2 separate regions of the Sus scrofa genome follow, and region 1 is linked to region 2. The links are chromatin contacts, called in public Hi-C maps. All regions are on one chromosome and are shown on one strand. Each heading gives the region's core, a stretch centred on a gene start, on an enhancer-like site or on the middle of the called end of the contact. The rest is flanking DNA. Distances are from core to core; before and after follow the strand shown.

What was found. Hi-C and Micro-C count contacts between places; a contact is called where the count stands out from the background.
Region 1: a contact with region 2 is called in a Hi-C map of embryonic fibroblasts, with 2.2 times the contacts expected there. The contact joins two enhancer-like sites. A contact is called at or near these places in 3 of 47 Hi-C or Micro-C datasets (adipocytes, embryonic fibroblasts and fibroblasts) and 1 of 2 datasets of contacts at active chromatin or transcription factors (alveolar macrophages).

Annotation. Positions count from the first base shown.
Region 1 is chr13:96,968,196-96,974,927 of Sscrofa11.1, forward strand. No RefSeq gene overlaps it. Among named protein-coding and RNA genes, the nearest start is that of CCNL1, 33 kb to the right of the region's middle. Within about 2 kb of position 1,781, at least 52 of the 83 cell types and tissues checked have an H3K27ac peak or open chromatin away from gene starts, as enhancers often do. A contact at or near this core is called in embryonic fibroblasts, where this site is marked.
Region 2 is chr13:96,592,741-96,599,573 of Sscrofa11.1, forward strand. No RefSeq gene overlaps it. Among named protein-coding and RNA genes, the nearest start is that of LEKR1, 45 kb to the right of the region's middle. Within about 2 kb of position 4,296, at least 16 of the 83 cell types and tissues checked have an H3K27ac peak or open chromatin away from gene starts, as enhancers often do. A contact at or near this core is called in embryonic fibroblasts, where this site is marked.

The DNA.
Region 1 (6,732 bases), core at 531-3,030, 370 kb after region 2:
CTGCCTGGAGACCTTATCATCTCCTGCCTGGCTTTCTGTTTGGTTTTGTTTCTGGTCTTTCCTTTTTTTGTGGTACTTCCTGGCCCAGACCCCCAGCCGCTTGCTGCACCTTGTTCGTCCCGTACCCCATGCCCAGCGAATGCCTTTTGCGTGCCTTTGATGTCCCAGCTCAGTTCTGGGGGAGCAGAGTGAACAACTCCCCCTTCGAGGCTCTGGGGGTTCGGCAGAGGGAGGGAACAAAGGCACGGCGTGGGCAGGGCCCAGGCCCAATCCACGGGGGCCTACAGCTCCCCAGTGAGTGTTGGGACATGGACACGGCAGGGGCTGGGCCGCCAACATTGGCAATGTCATAGGTCTTCGGAGCATCCAGCGCACCGGCTCAGAGGAGGAGTGTTGCAGGAGGAGCCAGGAAATTCTGGTTGGTCCCACTCCGCCACCGTGTGACCCCGCATGACCCACACCTCCCAGGGGAGACTCTGTGCCCCAAGAGGGGGCAAGAGCCCCCGTCCTGCCTGCGTACTTCCTGGGGCTGAGGTAGAGAGGCCGCTAACACAACCCTCTCCGAGGAAACGCTGGGAGAAGCAAAGGGCCTTTGTGAGTCAGCAGTGGGAGTCGTTGCTTGGTCCTTGCCCACCGTTTACCCTGAACCCTGCCACACTAGTTCCAGTAAACACCTAGTGGGCTTGTGCTGCCCCCTAGTGGCAAAATCGAGTCCTCATAATTCACTTCCAGTTAAATTTCAATTCTCTTAAAAATATCAGAAAAATTACTAAGGATGAGTATGAATATATATATATATATATACATATATGTATATATATATAGAGAGAGAGCCCAGCCTGGATTTTATCTATTTTTATACCAGTGCATTCATAAAATATATTTAAAAATATTTATTAATGGAGGAAGTCACCCATGAAGGCAAAAGTGCCCAACACAGCCCTGGACCCAAGGAGGAAGGCATGTCCCAGCTCCCCCTTCCTCAGGCCGCTAGCCGGCTGCTGGCTGCTCCTCCAAGCCTGCGGGGAGGCCTGCCTGGGGCCTGCTGGTGGCCTCTTGTCAAGGCCTTACCAAAAAGGCTGGTACTTGCCCCGAGATGATGGAGATAAGATGGAGGAACAGATGGAGAAACCAAAGCAATATGGCTGCTTTTCTTCAGCCTTTAAAAAAACTTTTAAAATCCCCAAAGAGTACAAAACACCATGAGAAATAGTTCCTTTTCTCTTTGCTAATATTGAGACAGGACTAGTTGACCTGGAGAGACATTATGGCTCCTGAATTTTTTTTTTTTTCTTTTTCTTTTTTGGCCTCCCTGTGGCATATGGAGGTGCTGGGCCCAGGATCAGATCCTAGTCACAGCTGCAACCTACCTGGGATATTGAACCCACTGCGCCAGGCCAGGGATTGAACCTGGGTCCCAGTGCTGCAGAGACACTGCCAATCCCATTGCACCATAGCAGGAACTCCGGGGCTCCTGCACACTAATGATAACAAGTGACCAATAACCTCTGGCTTCCCTCTTTATGAGAAGTGTCCTCAGAGGCTGCATACCTCATCCCCCAGGGAGCAACTGGCCCTGTTTTCAGACAAGGAATTTGGAGTCTAAGAGGTCACAGGCTTGTGAAAGGGAAACCCTAGCTTGAACCCAGGGATTGGGGCTTCAGATTCTCACTCTCCTCACTGCTTTGAGTGCTGGGAGTTGAATGACACACACCCCTCTACAAGGTTGGGAGGAAAATGCTGCAGAAAAAGTCCACAATGCTTTTCCCTCCATACCTGTGAAATTAGTAATCTAGTCAACAGTCATCCTCTAATCATGATGAATAATCAACTGAAAACTCCTGCCCTTTGACCTGGTTAACTGCTTTCCTTTCTCCTTTTCATGTGACAGAGATTCCTGAAGAGCCTTGCACATTCCTAATAGTTCTTCACACCCTCTCTCAGGCCTTCCCAGGCCTCTGAGAAGCTTCCCTTGAGACTCAGCTTCCTGGCATTGGATCTGGGATGAAAGGTCCCTGGGCTTCTGGAGGCTTCCTTCCAGGCCCCCCTCCAGCTCCACGTACCCTCTCCCTTCCCCTAAGCGGGGCCCAGATGATGGGCAGAATTGAGAAGAATGTTGTCAGTTTGGTACCATGTCTTGTCTTGCTTTGAGGAAACCAATGTGCACAACACTGAAAAGCATGGAGGGTTTGACGGTGGTGGGACGGGGGGCAGCCATGTCACAGAGGCCTAGGAGACCCAGGAAGGCAGTTGATGACCCGTCACAGGTGCTGGGTTTGCTGAGAAGGGCTTCTGATACCCGCAGTGCAGTGAAGTGACGTGAAGACTGCATCTTTACCCACAGGAGGTGCAAACATCCGAGTGAGTGTGCAGAAAACTTTCTTCCAGAGCTTTCATCTCTGGGGTGGAATCAAGTGGGATCATATGTGCCTTCTTACAGTCTAGGAAAACTCACATTCCATAAGCATCTCTGAGGTGCAGCCCTTGGCCATTGGAAACCCTTGTTAAGTAGGGATTATTTGCCCAGCTTTAGTTGCTCAGCTTTACATATTAGTAAACTGAAGTTCAGAGAGGCTGAGAGATTTAGCCAAGATCACAAAGCTAGTTGGGAGAGTATTGACTCAGGGCATGATATAAGCTCCAGAAACCCTTGAAACCATAGTTTGCCTGACCCAAGACACCCTGGATACGTCTCTCCTTGAGACTGAGGGGAGTCCCTTGTAGCACTCTAGGTAAGAGCGGATGATCTCCCCATCAGTCGGATTTCTAAGTTGAGTGATCGGAGGTTATGCGTACAGGTGCCTGCCCAGGCACTGGCCTTTGTCCCAGTCTCCCATTCCCTTCCTCCACGGGCACACGAAGGTCAAGTCCTGACTGTGTCAGTCCCTGTGGACTCATCTGTCTATCTGCCACAGATGTCTAGCAGCTGACCAAGATAAGAATGGAGTGAATGGGCTTTGGAGCCAGGTGGGCTTGGGTGTAAATTTCAACTTCTGCCATATTTTCAGGGAAAACTCAGGTTTTAGCATGGGGATGGGGGTGAGGAGGTTCGAGTCAGAATCCTGCAGTCTCTGCCAGCCTCTGAGTAGAGGAGGGGTGGGAGCCAGCCGCCAGCCATCCCCATAACAGCAAGGCCTTCCTGCCCCCAGGTGGGGAAAGAGCCCACCGCCGACAGCGGGCAGCACCCAGCTCAAGGGATACAATTTCAGGGCCCAAACAAGACTCAGATGGCTCTGGTCCTCCAAACTCTCTCCCATACACTAGTCCAAAACTCACTTTCAAGGCCCACTGTAACCATCCCTGGGGGTGAGGGAGGGGTGGGGAATGACACGTCACAATGTTTAAAAGAACACTGGGGAGAGCATTAGCATGGAGCCCACCAGGAACCACACTTTAACACCCGATCTGTGGCCTCTGTCTCCTCTTCTTTAACGTATAAAGCTAATAGAATGTGATGACATGACACTGCTGCTCTAGGCACTTTTTATGTACGTTGTCATTCCGAGCTCACAATAGCCTGAGTCCCATTTTCCCCATGAAGCAGGCATGTGGGTGAGGTCACCTAGCCACGGTCACAGGAGCAAAGCTGGACTTGGAACTCAGGCAGTCAGGTGGCAGCGTCCCTGCTCTTGCTTCTTATGGCAATAACGAGGCCTTACTCTCAGGTGAGAGGCCAGACTGAGAGAAGTCCTACATCTAAAGTTTCTGACACGAAACACGAACTCAGTTAATACTATTTTCCTTCCCTGGGCTCTTGGATTTGGGAGGAGGGAGCCACCGTCTGCCTCTCTCTGCAAAGGTTTGTCTTGCGCATGTGGGTGCTTGGTCGGTCTCTGAGAGATGAATGACAGGACAGGTTTTGCCAAGGTGCATGGCAGGAGTGAGGAAAGGGGAGCGCTAGAAATAGAAGTGTGTGTGCACATGCACACACACAGGCTAAGGCTGTGGCAAATGCCATGGTTTTCCTGGGGCCTGACCACCACTCCACTGGCTGCAAGTTTGTGAGGGACTGTGAGGGGGGGCTTTGACGCCTACTGTCCTTTACATCATGGTGTCGGCCGCAGAGCTTCCCAGGAGCCCAAGCAACGGGGAAGCCATCAGGGAGGAGGAGCGACCCCCCCCCCCTGCCACCCCAGCTCTAGTGCCTGGAGGATTAGAGGTTGCTCCTAGGGGTGGCCATGTGTGTGGTGGGTGGAGCTTGGGGGGCCTGGTGAGAGGAAATAGGGCTGTTCTGTATTCTAAGTTAGCCAGGCCCACACCCAAGCAGTGGCTGCCCCCGCCCTGCTCTGGCTTGAGTCAACCACTGGCAAACGGAGAGCGTTTCTTAGCACCAGAAAGGGGTCTCTGTGGGGGCAGAGAGAGCCAGCTCTCTGTGGAAGATCTCCAAGCCCCGCGGGCACAATTCCACCAGAATACAGCCTCACCGACCCAAGCAGTCTGGGCGATGGTTACTGAGGTGCATTCATCTCTGTTTATCAAGATGACACGGGCCAAGGCCATGTGTACCGGGGCCAAAACAAGCAGACCTTGACAGGGCAACATACCAATGTGTTGGTTTCACCACGTTCTCTCCGAATGTCCCTCAGCTCAGTTGACACAGCAGGCTGGGGATGGTGGAAGATGGCCCAGGGACTGCCGCACCCTGCTCCGACGTTAACTGTGTGTTCACAGGCATAGCCTGCGCAGCCAGGGTACAGGGGAGCAAGGCAGAACTTTTCCACAAAGGGGACTCACTGAATCCCAGTGGCTTGGAGGTTTGGGGAGTGGTGGTTTAAAAAAATCCCACCCACTGCTTCAGTTTGCTCTGCTCTTTGTAAGGACAGTCACAACCCCAAACTCCTGGAGACTTTAATCCAGTCCCTGTTTGGTTTCATCCCTCATGACCAGCTGAATTGGGCTTTTCTGAAATGTTCAAGATTTGCAAAGGATAGTTCAGATCCTGATTCCATCACCGGCATTTCAGAAGGGTTCTTAAAATGACAAAATGGTTCCTTTGCACTCTCCACATCTTCATCATTGAATATTTATGAAGTGCCCACACTGGGGTTGCTGTCCAGTTCTGAACCCAGATAAGAGGGGAGGTTCTTTATTCTCTTGGGGGCAGGGTGTGTGTGGGGGTGCTTAGTCAACTGTATATTTCTTTTAACTTCTGAAAGCTTTCCTGTTCCTGGGTGGGGGGAATGTCAGTTTGTTTTTGCAAGAGAAAGAGTAAACTTTTGCTAATGCATAGTGTTTCGTCAATTATCATTTGGGGTTTTCGACAGTGCTTGTTTTCTGAAACTCTCATCACCTCATTTCTTTGCACTAAAAATACTTGAGGCGGTTGAACATTGGTTGAACTCATGACTGTGGCAGTTTGCAAATTGAAGGGATGCTTTCATTTTTTCCGACCCATTCTCTCCTTTTCCACTCCACCCAAAAACAAATCATGCAGATACCGCATTGCTGGAGTGAGTCACCAGGGAATCTATCTCGTGCTGAGTTCTCTGCCATCCGCGGTCCAACACTGCCCCCTCGTGGTCAGAGCATGGTCATCTCTGCGCTCACAGTCTCCTACCCCCATGAGAGCAAGGGCTGCTTGCTGGCCAGTCTTCAGGTGCTGGTGGTTGGAACAGCTTGGGAGGTCCGAGTGGCCTCAGGGTCCCTGGGCACTCAAGGCCATGCTATGTACTCTCCAGGGTGAAAGGCTCTGGGCTGTGGACTTGGCTTTTGCCTCCCATTCGAGACACAGTGCACCAGACTCAAAGTCCTTCCCTAGGAATTGGATGCTTAACTTAGAAAGGTGCACAAACTCTTCCGGGCCTTTGAAGGAGATCCCTCAGTATGGGGCTGGGTTTAAATCACCTCCCTGTTCCCAGAGCCCTGGACCCTCACCTGACATTTGGTAAATACTCCATAAATACTTGGGAATGGACTTCAGTTAGTTTGTCATCAACAGTTATGTTCTAGGCATTTCCATCATGGCACAGTGGAAAGGAATCCAACTAGGAACCATGAGGTTGTGGGTTCGATCCCTGGCCTCGCTCAGGGGTTAAGGATCCAGCATTGCCGTGAGCTGTGGTATAGGATGCAGATCTGGATCTGGCATTGCTGTGGCGTAGGCCAGCGGCTACAGCTCTGATTCAACCCCTAGCCTGGGAAACTCCACATGCCGCGGGCGCAGCCCTGAAAAGCAAAAAAAAAAAAAAAAAGTTCTTAGTACTGACTGTTTTGGGTCCCTGGTTAAGACTAGGCATCTAGAGTGTGTATAAAGGACAGTCCCAGCTCTGATTGGAGTTGTTGAAGAATTAGGCTGGACACAAGAGATGACACTTGCCAGTGTTGTCATTGCTCAAGGAATAACATAGGCAGTAAGCAGCACCAGTGTGTGGGGGAAAAGGAGAGATCCTCTGAGCCATGACACAAGGGTCAGCTTATCTGATTGGTGAGATTGTGCTGTGCCTTTAAGGAAGTGATGATAATCAGATCTATCAAATACCTCCTACGCTATACCAATGTCCTTTATGTTTATCATTAATTCTCACAACAGTCATGCCAGGGAAATGTTATCAGTGCCTACCCACAGATGAAGAAACTCAGGCTCAGAAGAGCTAGGCAATTCTACCCAAGGCCACACAGCACCAAGCAGGACCAAGAGACTTCGAATGCAGGTCAGTCTAAATCAAGAACCCATGCCTCTTCCGCTACCCAGAGCCAAGGAGGAAACATCACAGACATTATCAGGTACCTTTC
Region 2 (6,833 bases), core at 3,046-5,545:
ACCTACACCACAGCTCACAGCAATGCTAGGTCCTTAAGCTACTGAGTGAGGCTAGGGATTGAATCTGCAACCTCATGGATACTAATCGGGTTCCTTACTGCTGAGCCACAATGGGAACTCCTGATTTTTTCTTTTTTTATTTTTCTCTGAGCTCCCTGGATCTGTTAGAGGTTGCTCTTTGTAACTAATTTGGGAAAATTCTCAGACATTATTATTTCAAATCTTTCTTATGCCCTGTTCTCTTCTCCTTCCATTATTCCAGTCACACACACGTTAACCCTCATGAAATTGTCCCACAGTTTCTGAATGTTCTGTTTTTAAATTATTTTTTCCTTTTGAGTTTCAATTTGGGAAGTTTCTATTGTTCTACTTCAAACTCATTGCTTCCTCCCTCACTGTGTCCAGTAGATGAGCCCACTGAAGACATTCTTCATTTCCATTAGTTTTCTATTTCTAGTATTTCCTTCTGATTCTCATAGTTTTCATCTTTCCTTTGACATTATTGAATTGGTTTCACATGATGTTTATCTTTGTATTAGTGCTTTTAACAAATCATAGTTATTTTAAATTCCTTGTCTGTACGCCCAGATGGACATTAATCTCTAACCCCCTGTGACTCAGTCTACAGGAAGAGAAAGGCAAAGAAACCATGAGATTGACAGGACATTTCCACCCCTAAGACCCCTACTGGACAAGGACTGATATAGGTAACTGGGCAAGGCCAGTGCGAGAAAATCACATCTTTCTGGACCCCACATTGGTAAACCCATCTTTAAGGGATAAAAACCTCTATAGGACAACAGAGGAGGGGACTCTTCTTCCCCCTCACAACTGTCCTGGGAGCTGTTTGCTTTCCTGTAATAAAGATTTTGCTTGGAGTTCCTGTCTTGATGCAGTGGAAATGATCCAACTAGGAACCATGAGGTTGTGGGTTCGATCCCTGGCCTCGCTTAGTGGGTTAAGGATCCGGCGTTGCCGAGAGCTGTGGTGTAGGTGGCAGACGTGACTTGGATCTGACATTGCTGTGGCTCTGGCATATGTTGGCTGCTACAGCTCCTACTCAACCCCCTAGCCTGGGAACCTCCACATGCCATGGGTGCGACCCTAAAAAGGACAAAAGAAAAAAAAAAAAAAGAATTTGCTTGCTTGCTAAATAAATAAATTCCTTGTCTGATAATTCCAACATCTGTATCATATCTAAATCAGCTCTGATTGCTTGCTTTCTGTCTTCAGACTCTGTTTTTTCTTGTCGTTCAATGTGCCTTGCATTTTTTGTTGTTGTTGAAAGCCAGACATGCTGTATTAATAATAGGTGGTAAGGTAAATAGACCTTTAGTGTAAGGATTTATGTTAATAGGGCTAGGGATTGGGCTATGTTTATTGTTTGTTGTAGTTCTAAATTCCACAGGCTTCAAAGTTCTCTGGTGTCCTTATTTTTGTACCCTCTCTTGGCTTTGGGGCTTCCCTTTGAACTCCCACTCAGACAGTCTTGGGCTTTGTAGATCTTTCAGCTGTAATCCATGACAGGCTTACTGGAATAGTGGTAAGGTATCAGGGAGGGAAGTGTTCTATAATCTTCTGATTAAACCAGTCTTCAGTGGGCCTATATATTGAAAATGTTTCTGTCCTCCTCCCTGAGTAGAGGGCCCTCCTCCACACTCCATTCCCAATGTCCTGTTAACTGTATTTTGGGGGTTTGTTTTAGTTGAGACAGGAAGGCTAGGGGCTGGAGTAGGACAGAAATCCCCACCTCTGAGTGGGACAAGGTTTCAGTATTATTCCTGGGGAGTGGACCTTTGTTATGGCGAAGGATCCAGGAAGGTTATACCATTGCTATTCTTCCCATTCCACCAGGGTGAAGGGGGGATTTTTCTCAGATCCTCACCATGAGCACTTAGTGGGGCTCCTGGGGGGAAAAGAGTTCAAAACTGTGGGGCCTTCCTATGATTGGGGCCCCAGGTGTTTCTCACTCATAAGAGTCTACACTCAGTCTCCAGCAATTTGTCACAATTACTAGTTAAGCAGTCCCACCCTTATCGCTCCAGTGACTTCTGTTACCTCTCTTTGGATGCACCTGTCTCTCCAGATTTCAGGGTGTGGTTTACCTTGAACCTGCACTTCTGTGATGGACCTGAGAAAGGTCACTGATTTTCAGTTTGTCCAGCTTTTTCTTGTTGTAAGGATGGGAATGGTGTTTTCCAAGATTTTTACACATCAGAGTGGAAACCAGAAGTCTGCAAACTAAAATGAATTCCATTTTTTCCTATTAGACTGGCAGACTTAAGACTGATAGTACTCAAGTAGCAGAGAGAGAGGAAGTGAGTATTCTCATATGGTGTTGACAGGAAACTACTATGGGTGTCATCTTTCTTGGAGGCAATTTCACATTATCAAGGTTTAAAATGCACAATCCCCCCCCCCTTTTTTGGCTGCACCTGCAATATATGAAAGTTCCAAGGCCAGGGATCAAACCTACACCTCAGCAGTGACTCGAGCTACTACAGAGACAATGCCAAATCCTTAACCTGATGCACCACAGCAGGAACTCCAATGCACAACCCCTTTGACCTAGCAATTCCACCTAGAGGATTCTAGTCTACAGAGAGGCACACACAAATGTGAAAATACACAAGAACATTTGCTAAATAATTGTCTCTAATAGCAGTAAACTGGAAACAACTTAAAGTTCTATCCATAGAATGGTTAAAAAAAAACCAACTATGTATGACTGACTGATTCTATGACTACACCAAAAATGTATGCAGATTTATGTGCTGAAATGCTAATGACCATGACATATTGCTAAGTGGAAAAAAAATCAAATTACAGAATGGTATGATACTGTCTTTGCACAAACAAAACAAGCAAAGCATTGTGTGTGTATGGGACATGGGGGTGGGTATGCACAGATGTGCATTTGTATCTGCTTAGAAAAAAAATGTCTGGGAAGTGTGGACACTAAATTCTAGCAGTTAATAGCTTCTCTTCTGATAGTGAGAAGTATCCCATTTTAGAGAAGATTAACACGTTTTAAAGCAAGCATGTGTTACTTTTACAATTAAAAATACACACATGGAGTTCCCATCGTGGCTCAGCAGAAACGAATCTGACTAGCATCAATGAGGACGCAGGTTCCATCCCTGGCCTCGCTCAGTGGGTTAAGGAGCCAGTGTTGCTGTGAGCTGTGGTGTAGGTCACAGACTCACTTCGGATCTGGCATCGCTGTGGCTGTGGTGTAGGCCAGCAGCTACAGTTCCAATCTGACACTTAGTCTGGGAATCACCATATGTCGTGGGTGTGGCCCTAAAAAGACCAGAAAAAAAAAAAAAATTTACCCATAAAGCTATTCAGGTCTAGGGTTAGGCCCAAATCAGGGCCTAACTTCAGTATTTTAAATGGGCATTAGGAATTCATTTTCTTTGAAAGATATGAGGCTAAGCAGGTTTTCTACTTCTTCTTGAACAATGCTGATTGTGTCCTTTAAGGAATTTGTTCATTTCTTTTAAGTTGTCAGATTTATTGACACACACACACAAAGGAAATAGCCTACTCCTCAATTAAAGGGAAAGCAGAGAAAAGACGGCAATAAACTTCAGTTCATATTTCCAAACAATTCCAGGAATTTTAAATAAGATGCATTTTCATCTACATAAAAGACCTCTTGGAATGGAGAAGGGAAGGAAAGCCACTTCTCTACCAGTGGAAGGGGTTGGCTAGCTCTGGTCTGTGCAAGAGTGTGTGCAGGGACTGTGTCCATCTTGCTCATGATCACTCCGGTGTCTACTCTGGGTTGGGCATCTAGCAGGGCCTCCATACAAACTGGTTGAATTAAAAAATTAAATGGGGGAAAAATGGCAATGGTTCTGTGACAAATTTACTGAACGGTGTACAGTAGGGAAATCTGGCAGGCAGCTGATGGGAAGTTTCTTTGTTCTTACTGAGTTTAGATACTAGAGTCAAATTCTAGAATTTAAATAGGAAGTTACAAGCACCATAACCATGTTGAGGAAATTAACCAGACTGAGAAAGAGTGCTGCTCACTGGCTGAGAATCTTTCTCATACTGAAATAGCAGAAGTTGCCTAAGCAATTTTTTCTCTGCCAGCTCACAAAAAGGATCACTGATTCAGGAAATGACCTCTAAGTATAACATTTTAGTTTTAATTTTTACATTCAAAAAGTCATGTGGTGAATGGGGCCAGAATCAGAATTACCTGGGGCTTTAGTGGGTTAGAGTGTTACTGGGCAAAGTGAGAAAACAGAGCAAGATTTATTGAGCATCTCATAATGACTCATCAGGGCACAGGGTTAGTCACTCAGCACATGGTATCTCATTAAAGTTCATAACAAGCTTGTGAGGCACTGTCATCATTTACAGAAGAGGAAAAAGAGACTTGGAGAACTTGGGTAACTTGTCTCAGAAGACAAAGCCAGAAAGTGGCAGAGCTGGGATTTGAATTCAGATGGGCCTGGCTCCAGGGCCCATGGTCACTTCCTGGGCCACAGGACTCTGTCTTGGTTGGTGTTGGAGTGACTCACCTATGTCACATGAGAGCAGTCCCTGTGGAAGACTTCCAAGGACTTGGTTCCTAAGAACTGACTAGACTGGACCATCACCTCTGCAGAACTAATCCAGAAATTTTTACACTTATATGAGAGATGCCTATCCCATCTTTAACTTCTAGAAGTTTTGGGGAAATGACTTGGTATTACCAAACGGGATTCTCCAAATCCTGAATAAACACAAGCATGCTGTATATTCCCCCAAACTCATCCCAGGACATAGAGCACCCCCATGCTGAAACAAATCACAGCTCCTGAAGAACTGCTTACGAGGGTGGCAGTGATGCGGAGACAGTCACGTGTTATAAATACCCGCATGGAATAAAAATCTACATTTAATTTTCCATGATATTTGCTAACTCAGATGAAATGATTTTCATCTTCATTTTCACCACAGCAGAAAAAGTTAAAATACCACAATGCTGCAGCTTTCAGCATGTTTATATCACCTCTGATTCCTTCTCTAATGCATTTCAGGCCCAGTGTTTAGCCCCCATTGACACTATGTTAAGCACTACACCTATTTCCTTGACACACTGTCCTGAACCTCTAATGTTAGGGTGCTTCACAGCCAGGTCCTTCACTTCCTACTTTTCTCTCCTTCCAAAGCTCTACATTATCTTTTACAAAGCAACAGCACCTACCTTTATCTCCCCAGTCTTCACATCTCCAGTCAGATGTCCAATGGCAACTTCCCGTGTAACGCAGCTGCAAAGAATTCTCAGTTCCTACCTTCACCTCAAACTTATTCCTCCCCTTCCCTCTAAATTCAGTTCTCTATCCCATGATACTGTCAACCATTCTGTTGTTCAAACCATAACCTATTTCCTGGTTTCCTACTTTTCCCCTCACCTCCACATCTAATTCTTCAGCAAGTTTGAAGGTTCTGCTTCTAAAATGTCTCAAAACCATCCACTTTACTTCCTTTCTGCCAATGTTAAGCTACTAATCACTTATCTCAACTATTCTTAACTGGTTTTCTTGTTTCCATCTGTCTCCCATAAAGGAGCCAGAATGATAAGTGTAAAACATAAATAACATTGATATCCTGCAGTCTTTCAACATTTTCCAGTTGTACTATACCATGGTCCACAGGACTTGCATCATCCAGCCCCTGCCTACCTCTACAACCTCATCTCCTAGATCTTTTTCAAAACTCACAGCCCTGCAGGCACATTGTCCTCTACCTATTCCTTGACCACACAAAATTAGCTTCCTTGAGCTTTTCCTGGAAGCTCCCCAGGTTCTTCCTCCAGATTTTCCATGGCTGGGGTCTTCCTCATTATTCAGAACTGAGAGCATATGTTAGATCCTAAAAGATTCTTCCATGACCACATTAGAGTGGGTATGCCTTACTTTGCCAGTCAGCCTCTATTAAGATAATCTGTATTACTTATTTTTTCTTTTTACAGAACAGCATATGGAAATTCCCAGAGTAGGGGTTGAATCAGAGCTGCAGCTGCCCACCACAGCCACTCTGGATCCGAGTCGCATCTGCAACTGTTAAAGCTTGCAACAACGCCGGATCCTTAACCCACTGAGCAGGGCCAGGGATAGAACCCACATCCTCACACAGACAATGTCAGGTCCTTAATTTGCTAAGCCACAGCAGGAAACCCCTTGTTTTAGTATTTTTATTGTAAAATCATCTATAATTATTTTTCAATCATTTACTTATCTATTTATTGTCTGCTTATCCCTAGAGAAAGATACCATCACGTGGGCAGGGAACTTTTCTTTCTTGTTAAGGGCTGTATCTCCAGCTCTAAGATTCATCTTTCACTGAAACAGGAGAAGTTGCCTGGGCAATTTTCTCTCTGCCAGACTACAGAATTGTAGGAAAAGACCTCAAAGTATAACATTTTAGTTTTAATTGTTGCATTAAAAATACTGTGGTGAATGGGACCAGAGTTAAGCTTCTAAATCAGAATCAGAGTAGCACTTAGTAGGTGTCCAATAACAGTCTGTTGACTATTGAATGCACAATTGCTTCATTATGATGACAAGGGAGTGAAATGCTGCTGCCCTTTACTAACCTGAGGCTATAATTATGATAAAAGAACACTGTATTTAAGCAGCATTCTAATTAAATGACAAATTCTGGCTTGTATTTAAAATATACAGTGCATTGTGTCATGACTTACTGGATCATTTATCACATCAGTTGGACATTGCAAAATGCTCACCACTTGAATTCAAGCAAAGAAGAACACAAGGGAAATCTGCTTTCCTAATAGTGACCAGCTGCCCTCACTGAACATTCCTGTTTGA